Regions from separate parts of the Mus musculus genome. Here all the other regions are linked to region 1. The links are chromatin contacts, called in public promoter capture Hi-C maps. All regions are on one chromosome and are shown on one strand. The core of a region is the stretch at or near the end of the contact, and the rest is flanking DNA. Distances in the headings are between cores, read along the strand shown.

Region 1 (4,043 bases), core at 1,241-3,740:
TAGCATTACAATACATAGCAAAGGACCAACCTGTCAACCAAGGAGGCCTAGACAGGGCTACTTAGTCAGATTGTCTCGAAAAGAAAAAAAGAAAAAAGAAAAAACAGAGAAGGGAACATAAAGGAAAGGTTTTGGGAGACAAAGAAGTTTCCAGTTCTAAAATCCTAGAGGAAAATATCTAAATTGTTTACAGAAGACAACATAAAGACAGTGAGGCATGGAAGAGTAGACTCTATCAAGTTGCGGGGCAAAATGGCTGAGGTCAGGAAGCTGCTCTGCATCCTGGACAGGAAAGGACAATTGTGCCCTGAGGCTTCTAGGGATGAAAATAAAGCACTTTCTCAAATAATGGCAGTACTGCAAATAGTGGCATCGTGCAAATCTCAGTGGCACATGCACAGCCCTTGGGAGGCAGAGGCAGGAGATCTGGAGGTCCCTCTGGTCTACAGAGCAGAGGGAGTCAGGACTACACAGTGAGTCTCTGCTTCAAAAAGCCCCAAACACAAGTTACAGGGAGAAGCCCAGTTCTCTCTGCTGTTGTTTGGTTGGAGACAAGGCCTCTAAACTTAGCTCTGTCTGACCTGGAACTCACCATGAAGACCAGGTTGGAATCAAACTCACGGAGATCTACTTGCCTCTGCCTCCGCCCTTCTGAGTGCTAGGATCAACGATGTGAGCCCCCATGCCTGGCCCAGTTCTTGTTTTTCCGGCAACACTCTTTTGCATTCCAGTAATCTTTTGCACTCCAAAGATCCTGTAGCTGTTTGGTTTACCTACCAAGCTTCACCTGCGCACATTTTCTTCAGCTAGTGTCTATTCTATATTTTAAAATCTATAGCAATTTGGCTACTGTGACTTCATATCTAGAATAGTAAATTTTCTGAAATATAAAATTCATCTGAATCAATGTGTCATTTGCTTAATAAATTTGAAATCTTTGTGGGAAAAGAAGAGAGAGGGCAGTATCTATGTTAATTTTGAATTTTCAGAGTCTTTCAATGCAGTATTCCTCAGTCTGTATTACTATCCCTTTCCTGAATACTAATGTTTGTGGTTTTGTTCACTAATGGCTGTGGGCATAATTATATACTCTTTTTGCAACCCTGAGGATGGAGCTCAGAGCCTCCTGCATCCTGAGATAACACTCCACATGAGAGGAAAGCCCCAGCCCATAACTAACAATAGACAATCCCAGAGAGAAAATTATCTTTAATGTTACGAAGAAAAGAAACAAATACCGAGCTTTTCCAATTCCTCCCACAACAGTTATCCTGCTTGTATCTTTGCTCAAGGACCTACACGTGGTATCTCTGGGAATAGAAGCCAAGTTTAAACTAGAGTGTGGTAGATGCACGTCTTTGTGAAACTAACCAATCTTGAACCATCTTTCATCTTATTTGACATGTACTTTAATTTAAATCGAACCCATTTTAAAACTTTTTTAAATTTTTGTTGTTTTTCAAGACAGGGCTTCTCTGTATAGCTCTAGTTGTCCTGGAACTTACTCTGTAGATCAGGCTAGCCTTGAACTCAGAAATCCACCTGCCTCTGCATCCCAAGTGCTGGGATTAAAGGCATGCGCCACCACTGACCGGCCAAATTGAACCCATTTTATTTCTTGTTCTAATCCTGAAATAAAACTTTCACATGGTCTCTTTTTTTCCCTTCCTTCCTTTCCTTCCTTCCTTTCTTCCTTCCTTCTTTCCTTTCCTGAAACAGGGTTTCTCTGTGCAGTTTTGGCTGTCCTGGAACTTGCTCTACAGACTAGGATGGCTGTCCTGGAACTTGCTCTATAGACTAGGATGGCTGTCCTGGAACTTGCTCTATAGACTAGACTGGCTGTCCTGGAACTTGCTCTATAGACGCTGGCCTGCCTCTGTCTCCTGACTGCTGAGATTTAAAGCGTGCACCACCACCAATGCCCGGCTTCACACGAACTTTTAATTTAAGTTATCAGAGCTTCTTAGCTAGCACTGTGGTCATCAAAGGCTAAACTTGGATCCTATCCAAAACAGCAGCTGGAGGGACATCCCCCGCCCCCAGACCCTAGTCCTCTGCCTGGGCTCTTTCAACGCTGTGTATTGTGACTTGCATAGATCTTTTGGCAGTAATTGTTTTTTTGTTTTTGTTTTACTAGAACTTCAGTCATTATTAAAAATGCCACGGAAGCACAGTGAGGATGCCCTTGACACACATTCTATTTTCTGGGAAAAGATTGCTACTAAAGTAATTGAGCTGGGAAGCTGAGATAAATTGCTCTCTGCGGGTTCCGCAGTGGTTCAAAGTACCGCAGTTGACTGGAATAATCATTCTAAGCAGTTTTCCTTCCTTCCGCCAGTTTGCAAGATAACTACAATCCTAGCACAGCATTCACCGGTTATTTGCAAGCTAGATGTGAGGCAAACACAGCTGGAATGAATCTGAATCCTAACCAAAGGTGCACCCCATTTCCGGAGGAAAATTCTGGAGACTCCCTCAGGGTCCAGCAAGGAAGCATTTATTTGGCGCAGCGCTCCCAGCGCCCGCAGCTGGCTGGAGCCGGTGGTGACATCACGAGCCCGGGCAGGCCACGTGACCCACGGCTTCTCCTCCCCCCTGCCTCCTAGCGTCGCCGCGGTCTTCGAGCCCAGTGTCCCGTCGCAGCGGCCACTCGGAGCTCTCGGTACAGTGCAGAGCCAAGGGTCGGGCGAGCGGTCCGAGGGTCGGGGCGGCCAAGGAGAGGGGCAGGAGCAGCGGACCCAAGACGAAGCGAGCGACGCTCTCACAAACTTCCACGAGCGCCGGAGCTATGAAGATGGTCGCTCCCTGGACTCGGTTCTACTCCCACAGCTGCTGTTTGTGCTGCCATGTCCGCACCGGCACCATCCTGCTGGGCGTCTGGTACCTGGTGAGCGCGCCCTGGCGTCGAGGGAGCCCCCGGGGTCCCCACGCGCGCCGCTCACCCCGCGCCACTAAGTCGCTTCTAGGTCGGCGTCGGTCTGGGGGCCGCCCGCGATCATCCGCCTAAAGTTGTATTATTAGAAAGTTAATTCTCGGGGAGAGCCGGGCTGCAGTGGCGGGGGCATGTGGGGCCGGGCGGGGGGGGGTGGGGCACCGGGCCCTGCGAGGTGCGGGCCGGGCATGTTCACCCCCGGGACGCACCACGGCTACACAGCGTTCGCCCTCGCGAGTTCGCGTCCGAGCAGAAACGGTTGGGAAATTCTTGTTCCTCTCGAGAGGATTTTCCTGCGTACGCCTGTTTAAAGCTCTTACACAGGGAAGGTACCCAAGTGTGCCTGTGTTCCAGTTGGCTTGGAGAAGCCATCTTAACAACCACTCAGGTTCCTGCCCGAGGACAGGTGATCCCTCTGAATAGGCACGGCGGGCAAATTTAGTTTTCTTTAAAAATGGCCTTCAGGTTGGCGCTCACATTTGTGTCAAGAACAAACATGTGATTCTCTGGGGCAGCGAGTTAGCTTGATGGATTCTTGCCCTGTGGCGCTGGCTGCCCTTGGTTGGTGGTTGGCAGCCTTGGACTGAGTCGGATTCCTCAATATTTTGGATTTTGTGACATCATTTTAGAGAGATCCGAGCTACTTGCTGCAGAACAACGAAATGTAGTTGAAAGTGGTAGTTAAGTGGCATATAAAACTTTTTAGTTAGAACATATTCTTAGCTCCCTTTGATAGTTTAAAAAGATATTCAGTATTGAATTGTAAACTGCCTTGTGCCATTTTAAACAATGCATTCCCCTTCCACGTGATGTTACAGTTCTATTTATAGTCTCAAGTTTTCTTTAGTTGGGTCCATTATGGCCGCATAATAGAATTTTTTAGTCTTAAAAGCTTTCCAACAGACCTTTGGTATATGTGGGTTCTGGCTGTTCAGTGTGAATGCAAATTGAACATTAATGTATTGGCTCAGCCCTGACTTTTCTTAAAGCCAAGGAATTTACAGGAATTTAAAACCATAGTTGGAGTGTGGAAAGTGGCCTCAGGAAGTGCTTTTATCGATGGCCAGTCAGGGCAGAAGGTGGGCTGCAAATGTCTGTGTCCTCCTTGGAA
Region 2 (4,445 bases), core at 1,128-3,627, 1.2 Mb before region 1:
AATGCAGAAAGGAGCAAAGAATGTGGAAGGAATTATGGGCATAACTTTCAAAAGCATCTTCAGAGTGATTTAGCTTTTCTAACTGCTGAAATTTCCAAAACTTCCCCAACCAGAACCACTAGTTGTGGACCAAGCATGCAAGACAAAAGATTTTGGCAGTGACTGTGCAGATCCACACTATAGTTGTAAGAAAAATGAGTGCATCACATGGCACATGGCTTAGTAGCGGATGTAGATGTAAGCATATAATTCCAGTGAGGTAAACCCCAGAAAAGAATGAAAGCACAGAGAAGGAGCTTCCCTTCCAGCAGCTTGCATGAGCCAAGTTCTGAGTTACTAGAGTATCTGAGTCAGAGAGAGCAGTGCTAAGAGCTATGGAGATCTACCAATGCCATTGTATCAGAAATGTAACAGTTCTAAAAGAAACAAGAATAGAATGAACACCAATGGGGAAAGATATATAGTAGATGGACATGAATAGAGTAATTAAAATCAACCATCTAAAGGGAGGGGAAAATGGTCCAGGACAATGTAAGCATAGATGGGCTCTGGAATCAAGCTATTTTAATTTACAACGTCAACCTGACCTCACAGGGTGTGTCATGACCTCTCTAGCTTTCAAATTACTCATCCGTGAAGTAGAAATAATAGTCATAATACCTAGCTCATAGGGCTGAGAAACACCCACAGATAATCCGCATAAAGTGTTAGTAAAAAGCATTCAATTAAAGTTCAAGTCTTGTCATTATTACATTGTGAGTCAATGACAGAGAACTTTTACAGCATAAGAAAAGGCTGGGAAGCATTGGGCACGGCATGAGCACGGCACTGCCATCTAAGCTATACTTAGAGAGACAGTCTATGGGCCGTCTTTACAGGTGCACGATGAGCTAAACACAGAAGTCGAGTGTAAGCAGCTAGAAGCGTCAAAAAGGTGATATTTCACTTGTTGCAAACCTGTAGGTTTGTTTTTCCACAAAACTAGAGTCTGTCATTTTATAGCTTTTCAGTTACCTTTGCTAGATTATTAATTTCATTTTACAAAATTAGCCTGTTGTAGGAGATTGGAAATAATCCAACCTATTCTTCATCAAAGATAGTTTCAGAGAAATGTAAATCATTGGGACTAGATATGACTCCCCAGGGACCATTTGTGGAAAGGCCAGCTAGGACCATGTTGAAAAGACCCTTGAATACCTCACAGAAGTGATATTTTGTGAAAGGCAACGCGACTAGTCAAAGTTTAGAGGGATTGTTATATTGTACATAGGTGAAAGGACTCAAAATGATTTTCTTTGTATATGCTTAATTTTTTCTTTCCTGTTTTTTAAGTATGTGAGTTTTCTTTTTCTTAGCATCTACCTATGTAGCCCAGGTTAGCCTGAAACTCAAAATATCCCTGCCTCTATTTTCTGTGTTTTGAGATAACACATACATGGATCAGCATGCCTAAGTTTTTCCTTGGTTTTGTGTGTGTGTATGTCTGTGTGTGTGTGTGTGTTTTAAGAGGAGAGACAGGAACTGGAAAGTATTTTACAAAGATAACTTTGATAAGAGTCTGGCTAAGTAAAGAAATTTGGACTTATCAAAACATAAAACATTAAAAACATGTGCACATGTTGCAGTTTGGACTTTATGCAGGTCCCCAAACTACTGAAGTCATGCAGTGACTTGATGTGTCAGGGTATACTGGTTCACAAGGGGGTCCTTCCTTTTCTCAGAGGAGAAGGGGGCAGAGGATAAAACAGGGGCTGTGGGAAGGGGGAGCTGAAAGCAGAGGGGCTACTGTGATCAGGATGTAAAGTGAATGAATGAATAGATAGATAGATAGATAGATAGATAGACAGATAGATAAATGGGCCAAAAATATGCGCACATGTACTACAAGAGTAGTATAGCATTGCTCTTTCCCTGATACAATGCCTAGACTGAAAATGACTTTCTGATCTCCTAGTTTTAGATCATGACCCCTGCCTTCATGATCACCTCCTTTCTTACAGTCTTTCAACTATTAAGGAAGGGAGAAAATAACCTGGTGCTTCATTTTGTTTTTGAGACAGGGTCTCATTTATTCTGTAGCCCTTGCTAAGCCTCAAAGTCCTGGGCCATCTTCCCGCATATCCATCCTCCCTAGCTACTGGGTGATTGATAACATGAACAAAATAACTGTTGAGTTGCTTTTGTTGGGAAGGAGTTTGACGGTTCCAACAAAGTCTCTTGAAGCCAGGCCTTGGGGACCCTACTTGCCTTAAGTCAGGCTCAAGGAGACCTTTCAGGGTCGGGTCCAGCCAGCCACAGTCTCAGTTAAAGCCCAGGCCTCGGGCCTGGCTGACGGTTGCACCTTTGTCTCCGCCCACCGGCCAGGGAGGGCTCCACAGCTGTCCTGGCACACAAAGAAGCCAGGCCTGCAGACTACTGGGGCTCCGGGCTGTTCCTGAGGCCTCTGGAGGCCCGCCCTGTGGCTCCAGTGCGCTCTGAGGACCTTCCTGGTCCCGCCCCCGAACGTGCCTGTGGTCTGCAGGCCTCACCGGGTGTTGTGGCCGCTGCTGCTCCGCAGAGCCTCGTGATCAGGTGAGTGCCCCCCAGGCTGTGGGTGACCAGCTGCTCCCCAGAGGCGGGAGGGTGGGCTGAGGTCAGCCGGCCTGGCTGCCAGAGAGCTTCCTGATCGGGCTGGAGTGCCCTTGCATAGGACGAGACTGCCTGCAGTTACACTGAAACCCAGAGGCAGAGACCAAAATTGCTGGTGCCTGTCTCTTCTTCAAGGTCTCTTGCACCGTCCCTGGACTGCCTAGGAGCTTCCTTCAAGGCCCTATCTGGAATTTTCCCTAGTCAACTGACTTGCAAGAGGCTTTACCAGGACGGGGTGGGAGAGCTTTGGTGGTTTCTTTCACTTTCTACCTAGTTCTGTTCTTTCATTTCTGATATGAAAGGCCCCATTTTCGAGTTGTCAGCGTCTGACTTGTCATACATAGTCGTACTCAATATCCAATAATTGACTGTGAAGTAGAACTGAATGAATGAAGTGGACAAATGCGTAGGAAATGCAGCAGAATGAGCAAAATATATGAATGGCACAGTGAATATGAAATGGAGACATCAGACACACAGGCTTTCGCCTCTGTTTTCTCAGAGTTAAGTGTTTTGCAATCTCTGTGGTTAATCAAGAGGAGTTTGATTCTTTGTAGTTGTTAGTTACTAGACTCCTGCACCTTATTATCTCCATTGGTTGGATTAAATATATTTTGCCTAAAACAAAATAACCTGAACTCTTGCTTGCTTGTGCTTTATTCTCCCCACTTTTGGTTTGAGCCAGCGTTGTTACCAAAATATATAATGTATTTACAAGGTACAAAGGTACATCTCAAAGCAGAACCATGTCGCTGACTTGTATTTAAATCCAGACACTTCTCATGAATCTAAGACTGGACAATGTCTATTTTCCTTAGACAAGGGTTGGTTTAGTTGCAGGTGAATGAAGAAAACAAAATATGTCACAGTGAGGAAAGTAATTTGTGTGCATGACACATAAAGAGTGCTTTAATACAGTTGATCACTGCTGTAGTTTTGCTTCCTAGACCCCAAGTTCCACAACCCCCCCCCCCCATAAAACCAAAATCAATGACTTTGAATTGTCACTTGATCTCTTTAGATTTTAACTTCATTATGTGTGTGTGTATGTACATGTGTGTATGGACCTGTGGTTAACACAGGTATCTTCCTCAAAGGTTTTATTCTTTAAATTTTGGAGACAGCACATCTCAGTGGACCTGGGGGTCCAGTGAATCTGCTAGATCAGTTGGCCAGTGAGCTCCAGGAATCCTCTTGTCTCCACCCTGCTAGTGCTGGGGTCACAGACATGTGCCGGTGCATATTTTTACCTACCTATTTCAAGTCTATCTGGTAGAGTAAATGTTTTGTTTAGTGAAAAAGACTGACTTTCTCAGGTTGTTTTCCCAAATAGCCAGTTGTGGGTTCATGTGTCATTCAACTATGAAATGTACAAGTTGATATTCATGGTGCTCTGACCACACACTTTTATTGTTCATTTAAACTTCTTACTTATATTACCCTACTAATCCTCACCGTAAACTTAAGAGCAAGGCAAACTTGAAACTCCTTTTGTCCTAACTATCAGAAATAGTACTTGAAAAATAGGAAGCCAAGACTCAGAACATAAGCAGATGGGATCAGGCAATGTCTGCTGTGAAAGTCTGTGTGGTATGGAAGACTGGTTTCCTTGTGTTTTCGAACATGTACAAAATTTGGATATTGTTACCATATCCAGTGAACTGTGAATGGGAGCCAGGGAGTAGGATTACTAAGGTGGATTTAGTTATTTTATTATTTTAAAAATTATTAGCCAGCATCATCAAAATGGCCAGTTGGTAAAGGCACATGCTTCCAACTCGAGGGAACTAAGTTTAATCCCAGGACCAGACACACAC
Region 3 (4,430 bases), core at 703-3,202, 1.3 Mb before region 1:
CATTATGGAGTCTTCTGGAGTAGTTCATATGATGGGTCTTGTCCTTGACCTGCACCTACTTTACTAGTAGGACTTAGCAAATAAGGACTTAACAAAATGACCAGCTGAAAATGTTCTCACCTATATAAGGTGCCAGTTTACTAGGTTATTTTATTTTATGATGTACAAAAGCTTGCATTTGTGATCTTTGAAGTATGTCCTGGCTTCTTTCTTCTCAAAGTATAAAACATGTAGTAGCAACCCAGCACTCTGCTCTGACTCTTGACTGATTCCTCTCATGGACATTGTTGAAGAGTCTGTCTGACTTAGAGTTGTGGAAAAATAGCTGTATGTTCTTACAACATGTTTGAATTTTATTCTGGGCCTGTAAGGATTTAACACTATGGGCTTTTAATTGTTGGCATCTGGTACATTAATATAATGATAATAATAATTGGAAATAATGTGGTTCATCTCTTGAGTTGTTAGCTTTAATTCCCTGAATGTTTTTGAACAGAAGTCTCCCAAAGTCTTAAAGTAGAACCATTTGGAGGAGACCCATTCTAGTTTTTAGTCAGAGTGTGTTCAGACTCTGTCTTGTTCTGATTTGTTGCAATGATTTTCATTGTTTGATTTTAATGTTTTCCACATGAAAACACAAAACCAGGCAATACCCAACAAAATCCACCTAAATGCCCTCTCTGAGGAGACCGAACAGAAGCAACAATGTGTCTGTCTTCTTTGAGAGCTGCCAGGCTCTGTGGGGCCAAGCACAGTGGCAGAACTCTGTTGGGAACCAGGCTGCAGAAGCGGAAGAGGAAGCGGAAGCGGAAGCGGAAGCGGAAGCAGAAGCAGAAACAGAAGCAGCTTGGTGCTTATGATTTCTGTGTGATAAGAGCAACTTTTCCCATTCTCCAGATAACTGTCTAGTAGATTTGCAAATCTATTTTTCCCTCCTCACTGTCTTTAATGAAGTCTTCAAATTCTAAAATATAATTTATGACTGGAATTTATTTAATATGGATTCTTAAGTCTCAAGGCGCTTCTCAAAAGATTTCAAAATTCTATGTATTCATTAGTGTGAACGTCTAACAAAGAATGTGCAATTGAAAAGGGCTGAAGCTTCAGATGAAGAGGTGGCTCAGCCATTAAGAGTGTGCATGTCTTCTCTGAGCTTGGCTCTCCACACTCACAACAGCTCTCACAGCTACCTGTAATTCCCACTCTAGAACCTATGCACGGGTAGCACACATTCACACAGGTGCATGCATATAAAGAAAACGTAATAAAAATAAATACTTAAAATGTAATTTGTATAGAGATCTGGGAACTCTTCAAATATTTACAACTAAATAAGAATCTAATTCCATTGAATCATTAAAGATAACACTTTTGCTTCAGGAGTCTCGGTCACCAAATTGTCTAAATTTATGCTTAACATGGAAAAATATTTTAAAATCATAATGGAGTTTGAATTGTTTGTATGCTAGAAGCAGTAATATAATATTAACTATACGAACAAACACGTAGTCTCTCATGAGTTATGCTGGCCCCTAATTTGACAAATTTAGTACATAGTTGTTACCTAGAACTGACTGGTTCTCAAGCAAACTTTTATTTTCTCGAGAGACTTCCTGGCACACGGTGAGTTGTGCTAATTATAGTTGATCTAAGAATCCAGCCAAGAAAACTTTGTAATGATGACCTTATTTTTAAAATGCATCCTGCAAATCCTTCTCCCAAACCTACAAGAAGAAAACATTTTCGCTAAAGCTAAGTTGTTAGTTATATTTCCAAGAGAACAAAACCAAATCATTTTTATTCTTGCGTACCATGGGATTGGATTGGAGAGGCATTACAGTGTCAGGGGGACATTCCATTGGGGTTAGGAAGTAGTGTCTGAGCTATATATTTAGTGGTGACTTTGGATGCTTCACTCACCTTTAATGTTGTGTAGAATACTGCCTGTCCATGTGAACACAGGCACAGTAAGAGGTCTGTTAACAGACGTTCACATCCACGGCTCTCTAGGTACCTTTCCCACCCCCACATCATTTATATATGATATTTAGTGTATGGACCCCAACCAGACTTCTGTTTGAAGTCCTTGAATCTGGAGAGGCAGCTTGATAAAGCAAAACAGAAATCTGTTGGCATTTTGAGAGTGGAGTTCACAGAGGATGTTGTTTGCAGTGTCCTGAAAACATACAGGCCAGCAGCTGGAGCAGGCCTGGTGACAGGCAATCTCACTTCCAGAGAACAAGGAGGGCTGAGCAGTCCTCTAAGGATTAGCTCCAGCTCAGCAGCTGCTGTCTGAGTCTGATTATGCACATCCGGCTCTAAGAGACCTGCATTAACCCTCAGCCCCTGGGAACTTCAGGGCTGTTTTTTTTTTTGTTTTTTTTTTTTTGTTTTTTTTTTTTTTTTTAAAACAAAAGACTCTTCCAGGGACAACCAAGGACTAAAGCCCAGAAAATGTAGAGGATAAAAGAAGGTGGCTCTTTGGGAGACTGAATTTGAAGTAGCCTTGAGCCAAAGCTGAAGAAGACCTGGCAAATAGTATTTGTCTTTGCAGACCTGGTGGCGGACATTGGGGGAAAGGACTGGACCAGGAGGGCTTGAGCAGCTGAGGAGGACAGAGGCTCAGAGAAGTTAAGTTACCAGCTTAGTCATTTTTCCACTGCTATGAAGAGAGACAGTATAGTATGACCATGGCAACTTAGAGAAGAACGCATTTAATGGGCACTTAAAGTTTCAGAGGATGAGTCTGTGACCATCATAGTGGGGAGCATAGGAACAGGCAGGAACACATGGCACAGGATAGTAGCTGAGAACTTAACATTTTTTTTCCCACATGCTTGAGGCAAAGAGAGTGTGCAAATTGGGAATAACACAAGCTATTGAAATCTCAAAGCCCAGCCCCCATGGCACTCCTCCTTCAACAAGGACACATTCCCAGTCCTTCCCAAATAGTTTCACTCACTGGGGACCAAGCATTCAAATATATGAGCCTATGGAGTCCATTTTAATTCAACTACCACAGAGAAAAATCATGTTTTCCCATTCCCCAGTTAGAGCTGAAGTACCACATGTCTGAAGTTGTTATCTTTACCTTGAGATAATCATTCATGCTTTTGAAAACTGACCTTAGAGAAGAAACACTGGAGAAAGCATTATGGAAGCTGGAGACATGGTTAAGAATACATACTGCTCTTGCAGAAGACCTGAGTTCAGTTCCCAGCAGCTACATTTCTGGACTCACAATCTCCTGTAACTCTAGCACCCAGAGATTTAATGTCTCCTGCCTCCAAGGGCATCTGCACACATGTGCGCATTCCCATATATAGTTAAAATAACAAAAACATATTTTTGGAACATAAGAAAAGCACAGGGCCTGGAAACATGGCTCAATAGTAACATCAGCTATTCTTCCAAAGGATTCAGGTTCCCAGCATCCACATAGCTACTCACAACTGGCCACTCAATCTCTAGTTTCAGAAGATCCAGTGCCCTCTGCTGTCCTCCGTGGACACTAGGCATGCCTGTAGTACGTAGATATATATGCAGACAAAATACACACATATATAAAACACTTTTTTAAAAAGTGCATCGGGGAATTATATGGCAATCACTGTGTCCAGCTTGTTGGGATATATTTCTTTCAAGCAGCATTTTGCCAGTGTGTAAATGACTAGTGGATAGACCACTGCAGTCAATTCTGTGTATGATATTTAAAGGCAGAGCAGATACTGGGAAGGAAAGTAGAAGCTAAGAAAGCTTCATGGAGAATGAGCCTTCTTTAATGAAATGGATTCCTTTGTTCAACTCCAGCGGTATGAGGCCCAGCGCTGCACTCTGGGAGAATTAGGTGTTTGAGAATGACAGTGTGTTGCTGAGCCTACAGCTGTCCAGGTAAACAAAAGGCTTTGTTAGAAAAGGCTTTGTCAGAGAAGATGGCTGTCTTGAGTTGTGTTGCTGTGTAGCATCTACACTGAGTGTTGAATGATTCCCTTCTTTATGGTTTTAGCAGGAACTATAGAGTTATTCCTTTGGGTGGTTGGAGTTGATGCTTTCATGTAGGAACTAACACATTAAATGCAAACCAATCAGTAAATACTTCCTTATTTTTGTCCAATTAAAAGATTGAGCTATTAGGTTAGGGTTTTCGACATTGTTGCTTTAAAGAGTTTTAACTAAAAACAGAACAAACCAACAAACAATAACAACAAAACAAAACCAGCATGGTTTTATTCACTGAAATTTCTTGTGGTTTTGGAACATATTTTTATAATTCCTGTCTTGTGTTTGTGTGTTTGCTTGTTTGTATATATGCTTGGTGTAGAGGCCAGAGTTTGACATTAGGTGTCTTCCTGACTTGTTTCTCTCCCTTATTTTTTGAGACAGAGTCTCTTACTGAGACCTAGGGTTCACTAGCTATTGGATTAGACTAG

What was found. Promoter capture Hi-C pulls out the DNA fragments that hold promoters and counts their contacts. Capture Hi-C pulls out chosen DNA fragments and counts their contacts.
Region 2: a promoter capture Hi-C map of adipose tissue shows a contact between it and region 1. The contact joins the promoter of Cpq here to the promoter of Laptm4b in region 1. A contact is called at or near these places in 1 of 39 promoter capture datasets (embryonic stem cells) and 1 of 9 other capture datasets (adipose tissue).
Region 3: a promoter capture Hi-C map of cranial neural crest shows a contact between it and region 1. The contact joins the enhancer-like site here to the promoter of Laptm4b in region 1. A contact is called at or near these places in 6 of 39 promoter capture datasets (the 3T3-L1 cell line, the C10 cell line, cranial neural crest and 2 more).

The regions. Positions count from the first base shown.
Region 1 is chr15:34,235,536-34,239,578 of GRCm38.p6, forward strand. It overlaps Laptm4b (lysosomal-associated protein transmembrane 4B), which reads left to right and starts at 2,491. Exons shown (of 7, transcript NM_033521.3): 1 at 2,491-2,887. The coding sequence starts at 2,789.
Region 2 is chr15:33,080,752-33,085,196 of GRCm38.p6, forward strand. Cpq (carboxypeptidase Q) reads left to right here and starts at 2,378. Exons shown (of 8, transcript NM_176073.4): 1 at 2,378-2,571.
Region 3 is chr15:32,941,954-32,946,383 of GRCm38.p6, forward strand. All of the region lies in intron 1 of Sdc2 (syndecan 2), which reads left to right. Among named protein-coding and RNA genes, the nearest start is that of Sdc2, 23 kb to the left of the region's middle. Within about 2 kb of position 1,953, at least 42 of the 459 cell types and tissues checked have an H3K27ac peak or open chromatin away from gene starts, as enhancers often do.